Linked DNA regions of Zea mays: region 1 is linked to region 2. A link is a contact called in public Hi-C data. All regions are on one chromosome and are shown on one strand. Each heading gives the region's core, a stretch centred on a gene start, on an enhancer-like site or on the middle of the called end of the contact. The rest is flanking DNA. Distances are from core to core; before and after follow the strand shown.

What was found. Hi-C and Micro-C count contacts between places; a contact is called where the count stands out from the background.
Region 1: a Hi-C map of leaf shows a contact between it and region 2, with 2.8 times the contacts expected there. The contact joins the enhancer-like site here to the promoter of LOC100217157 in region 2. A contact is called at or near these places in 9 of 25 Hi-C or Micro-C datasets (bundle sheath, ear, leaf and 2 more).

The regions. Positions count from the first base shown.
Region 1 is chr7:167,285,582-167,288,620 of Zm-B73-REFERENCE-NAM-5.0, forward strand. No RefSeq gene overlaps it. Among protein-coding and RNA genes, the nearest start is that of LOC100279608, 23 kb to the right of the region's middle. Within about 2 kb of position 1,655, at least 20 of the 20 cell types and tissues checked have an H3K27ac peak or open chromatin away from gene starts, as enhancers often do. A contact at or near this core is called in bundle sheath, ear, leaf and 2 more, where this site is marked.
Region 2 is chr7:167,196,476-167,199,555 of Zm-B73-REFERENCE-NAM-5.0, forward strand. LOC100217157 reads left to right here and starts at 1,681. Exons shown (of 9, transcript NM_001143522.2): 1 at 1,681-1,850. The coding sequence starts at 1,802.

The sequences.
Region 1 (3,039 bases), core at 405-2,904, 89 kb after region 2:
AGTCATAGGACTAAAGTTTAGTCCAGGGACTAAATTTTAGTCCATACCTTGTTTGGTTGTAGGGACTAAACAGATTCTAAATACATTAAATATTAAATACAACACATAAAGACCAAAATGTTCCTTTTTTTGTTTGACACCAGTTTTCTAGCAAGGGTAAGATTAACTTCAGTCCTTCCGTTTGGCAAAATAGAGACTAAACGAGACTAAAAACCAGGGACTAAAGATTAGTCCCTCTAACCAAACGGAGCCTAAGTGTTTAAGTTTCAATCTTGTCTTTATACTTAAATTGTTTAGGATTTAAACTTAGGCATTGCGATAGAGATAGCAACACTTAGACAAAACCTAGTTTGCACACTCTAGTTTGATTATTTGCATAGGTTTTGCTCTAGGGATTTATTTGAGGCCTAGTTTAGAGAAAGTTTTAGAAGTTCTAACTCACCCCCTCTTATGCATCACCTATTTCCTTCAATTGGTATCAGAGCCTGGTTTGGCTCATTTAAAACGCATTAACTTCACTGTTAAAAGAACCGACGATTTATAAAGGTATGAATATCCATAGGCCACCACACTTCGACGGCACTAACACTATATTATAGTGTTAAAATGACTTGTTATCTAGAGACCGTTGATCTAGGTGTTTGAAGAGTCACTCGTGACGGGATGAAACCACCCAAGAATTTCGATAAACCCACCACGAGTCATAGCTGGTCCATACTTAAAGCTTTAAAGGTTAGAGCATAGCTATGCCAAACATCTACTTTTAGGAAAACTGGAATTCTTTTCCCCTTTACATAAAACTCTAGTATGTACTCGATAACTTGATTTATGTAGAAGTATTTTTATCCGCTTGATTCGGCGGCGCGGCGCAAAAGAACTGCCGGCTGCGCTGCTTCCAGTTTTCTAAAAGAAGAAAGTAACATGCATCTTATCTAAATCCAAAACGTACTTTATTACTACTCTACAGGTTGCCAAGCGTGTAAAGGAGGCTTGTGCTACAGGATCCTTAGAAAACCTCTGCACCGTTGGTCCGGCGCGTCATTGACATCGCGCGCACGCATGGAGTTGGTGTTGGAGGCCGCTCGCACTTGAATACTTGATAGCCCCCGTGCTCGTTCGTCCGCCTCCGGCTTTCTGCGCCTGCGACCTGCACGTACGTATCTTTCCGCCATCGTGCCGGCACTTTATGGTGGGGGATCCGAGTCCACCTGCCCGAGCTCGAGCATCCCATGATCGGCTGGCGAGTTCCGACGGGGCACCCAGCGATCCCATCCCCACCAACTTGCCGCGCCTGATGAATGCCCAACTACCCCCTCTCGCTCCAGGCCATGGCCCATGGACCAGGAGTCCAGGACCATCCCGCGTGCGTGGGTCGATGATCATTACATTAGCCGCCGAGGGAAGAGCACGGGGCGGCGGTTGATCGCTCATTAGCCCGCATCTCAAGCGCGGCGCACGGAAGATTTTTCTGCTGCTGTTTTTTTTCTTGATAGGGTATTGAGGTTTTTCTGTTGTCGCGAGCAAGAGGAACGGCAGCCGGGCGGCGATCACCATGATCCAGGTGACGTGACGGGACGGCGCGGCGGGTGCGGCCCGCCTCTGCAGCTTTGCTCGACCGCGCGCAATTACGCCGCCGCGTTGCCCTGGCACTTGGCAGGTCGACACGGTGGCTTTTGCGTAGGCCCGCAGTTCGGTCGTTTGAGTCCAAGTCCAACACGGTCAGTGGATTGCCAAAACTTGGTTTCCACTCAAGTAAAAAAAATGCGTATGGAGGACGTGGCTGTGCTGTGCCTACCTATCTGGTAATCGTTGCTTCAGTGACCTATCTGTAGCTGTCACGTTGCGTATGAACAACCTTTTTACCAGGAGATATTTGTGTATTGTGTTCCGCTGAGGAGGAGTATATTATCATGAACGTGTTCCGCGCAAAATGAAAGAGAGAGAGAGAGAGAGAGAGAGAGAGAGAGAGAGAGAGAGAGAGAGAGAGAGAGAGAGAGAGAAAAGAAATGAAGCTATGACTGGGGGCGGAAAGCCCAAGTATCAGAGTGGACTTGGCCCAGTGGTCTTCTGCGAGTGGAACTTTCCAAGTGGACCCACACTTAATTCCACCCAGACGGCCCGATATGGAGTTCCAGATTAGGCCCAACAAACGTGGGCTGGATTACCTCTCATCCTCATGGCCAATTCCGTTCCGCCCGTCTCTCCCTTCCAGCAGACCACCACCGCCAGCTGCTATTAAAAAAAATAAACTCGTACACGCGACACGTATCGCGCGTTAGCAGCGAATCGCGGCGAATCTATCCCCGTCATTAATTAACCTTCCGGCGGGACGCGATCGACAGTTTACCGCAGCAAATCTGGGTCGGTCGCTCTCACTCACGGTCGCACTCCACCCCACGCCGCCCCGCGGGGCCCCCATCGTCGCTTGCACGACGACGCCGATGGCAGTAGCAGTACGGTCACATCTCACATCTGGCGCGTCCGTCAGATCACCGGCACGGCGCATTCATTCAGCGATCGCCGATCCATCATCGACCACGGCCGAAGCACAACATATGCATTCCCTAGCTCCATATATCCCCCTCCCCTTTTGTCGCTGTCGTGCGGGTGATCGGCTGGGGAATGGATTCCCTGTGTTCACTGACGACGTGGAGAGACAGCACAGGAGGAGAAGAGGAGAGATCATCGTCGTCCGTCGTCATATAGTCCGGGCCGGGCGGCGAGACGACAGCTACTACTGGGCAGCGGCAGCGAGGCGACCAGGCCGTTGCACTCCGCTTTCTGCTGCCCAAGATGGCAAGCCCGGCCCCGCCGCCCGATCGCTGCAAACCTCCGATTCGCCTGCCCCTGAATGGAAACGGCGCAGCTGGCGATTGGCCGGCCGGGTAATCATCCTTTTTGTCAAACAAACAGGATCCGACGGACGACAGCTATTAACTAGTGCGTGTGTGATTAGCCGTCGCTTTTGCGTACTCTACTCGCTCGACAGAGCCGCGGCGTGCTGTGCTTATCGCCGGTTTGACTCCGGGCCGGTGGTGC
Region 2 (3,080 bases), core at 431-2,930:
CTGTGGACTAAAGTTTAGCCCGGGTCACATCAAGCGTTTGACTTTCAAATAGGAGTATGAAATATAGACCCAACCAACTGTACTAGATTCGTCTCACTTTTTAATCTTCGGCTGAGAAATTAGTTTTATAATCCGACTACATTTAATACCTCGAACAGAGGTTCAAACATTCGATGTGTTAGGGGCTAAATTTTAGCAGGGGCAAACCAAACACCCCCTAAATTGCAATTGCTTGGATGAACTTAATCCCTAGCTGCTCCCTCCGCACGACCACCAACCCAGTCCATCCCCTTCTCGCACAGTGTCCGCTCCCTCCGCCCCTGCTCCCTCCGCAGTCCGCAGTCCCCCTGCCCCGCGCAACAGCCACGACCGTTGGGGAGGGGAGCAGCTGTCACAACATGTTTTGTTTTCTTGACATCTATTTGTTCATTGGGGAGTACATATGTAGAATGACGATTAATGTTTCTGCATATGTATGTATTTTATCATAACGTGTTGCCGCCGTAACAACGTACGGGCATACAACTAGTATATATATATATATATATATATATATATATATATATATATATATATATATATATATATATATATATATATATATATATATATATATATATATAATCTGAATAAGGGATGTTCGAGACTGTTACACTCCGTTCTTTTTAGCTCTACTCCATCAATTCCATCCCATCGTAGAGTTTATAGACTGTTTGGACGAAGAGCAATAACACGATATGCACGCTGTAGTGGAAAATATGGGTACGTATATTTCTCGATAAACTGGTTACAATAATATAATACCCACAGAAACACGTATGGGCTCGGGAAAGAGATCCCCCGAATATTGGGTAGCCGTTGTTAAACCAGATCGAATACTTTATGAAATGAGCGGAGTATCCGAAAAATGTAGCTAGAGCAGCTATCTCTATAGCTGCCAGTAAAATGCTGATACGAAGTCAATTTCTTCGATTAGAGATATAGAACTCCAAAAGAAATATTGAAGATAAAAAAACCCTGATTTTTCTTTCTGTAAAGACAAAATTTCTTTCATCCTTTTGCATTGAAATAACAAATGGAAATCAAAATAATATGATTCAATCTCAGACCCTTTTAAATGTAGCAGATAACAGTGGAGCTAGAAAATTGATGTGTATTCGAGTCATAGGAGCCACCGGTAATCAGCGATATGCTCGTATTGGTGATGTTATTATTGTTGTATTCAGTTTTTTTAGTTTCTAGCCACCAGAAGCTGCTGTAGACTACCAAAACGTTTAGAAAAAAGCTGAACTAAACAGATCCAGAATTTTTAAACTGTTTGACTTACATGTTAACTGATCCGACCATAACACTGAGTTTTTAAACTGTTTGACTTTAAAAATATTGGATCCACCATAACACTGAGGCTTGAGTTGGCATTGTGTGGAAAACCGAGCAAAAGAAAACAGAAGAGAATGAACCGATCTTCTATTTCAACTAATTTATGGGGCCGAGTTCAACCCCTGTGCAACTAACTGATCCGACCCAGCGTGTCGTTCAGTTGGGCCTCTTCCCCCCCCTTCGAGTGGGGTCTCAACATGGGCCGCGTATGTAGCCCACATTGAAATGCGTCAGGCGCCAGGGTGGTCGGGGGTGGACTTCGGACGCTAACAGCTGCCAGCCTTATCACCCATATCAGGCAGGCCCGGCCCTCGGCTTGATCCCAGCCTTTCTTCTCCCGTTCACAGTTCACCCCACTTGCTCTCTTTCTCCCAAGTAGCAACGACCGCGCGTCCTCCGCCGCCGCACTAAACCCTACTCCATGTACCCAGGTCTGCGTCGGGCCCTTGCCGGCGATGAGAACCCGTCAGGTATGACCACCCTTTCTATTCCCTTCGTGCTGCACGAAACCGAGCACCCGAACCCTAACTTAAGCTATCCGGCGACGAGAACCCGTCAGGAACAGGAGAGCCAGCCCCCGCGTCGTCCTCCGCTCGGGCGACACGGGAGGCCCCCCAGCCCTAGCGCCGCCACTCTCTCCTCCTCTATTCCCCCTCGCCGTCGCCGGAGGAGACTGCCGAAGGCCGGCGCGAAGGATGGCGGCGGCGGGGCGTTTCTCCGGCATTTCTCCTTCGTTTGCTCTCTCGGTGTTCAGATCTGAGCGGGTTTTGTGTCGGGCGGCTCAAGTTCCAGCCGCGGGGTTACTGGGGCGGGCGCAGTCCCCCGCGCCGTCGTCTTCCTTGTCCCTGGCGTCGTCGGGGGCTGTGCTCGGCGGTTCAACATTTGGTCCTGCACTCCTGCAGGTGCAGCCAGGTAATGGATTGGCGGCATCTGCTGGTGGTGGCGGGGCTGCGCCGTTTCGGCGGCGGACGCACGGCGTGGTGGGTCTAGAGCTGGCTGGCGGGCGTGCTCCTCGTGGTGTTGGGTTTGTGGCGTGTGGGCCGGATCTGCCCTCAACTGCTGGCGCTGGCGGCCGGTGGCGGCTGCGTCGATGGCGGTTTGGGGCTCGGGCAGGCGCTGTGGTGCGGCGCTCTCTTCTTTGCCACCCCTCCCCTCCCCTCACGGCCTTGTCTACTGCTGTGGGCGGGGCATCAGTCGTGCGACGGTGAGGAACGGAGGATATGGCTCCTCAGTGGTGATGTGGGGTGTCGGCATATGGGCAGCGGCAGCCCCGACGGTATTTGAGGTGGTGCGCATGCCATCGGATCTGGCGCGTCGCAGCGGCTGCTGCCAGGGTTGGTCGACGGAGGTGCGCCGTGTGGTGCTGCCGCTGCTTGGCCGGGACCGTGGGCCCAGCCAGAGGTGGTGGCGGTCTGCGCTGCTTTGCGACTGTTGTGGCAACCGGCGCGTCATTGGCCCTCTGGATGGGTCTGTGTGGGTTGGTTGGGCGGCGGCGGCTGTGGAGGTGTGCTTTGTCCCGGGGTCCTGGCCGGACGTTGTGCTGGGGGTTTTCTTGGGCGAAAGCCTTAGCGACGGCGACGCTCCTGGGCGCCGCTTCCCCTGTTGAGGGCGTCATGTTCCCTAGCTTTGTCTTCCGTGGGCAAAAGCCCGGCCCACCTCGGACCGGCGACGATGGCGTCCCCGACGTCACTCCCTTCCTG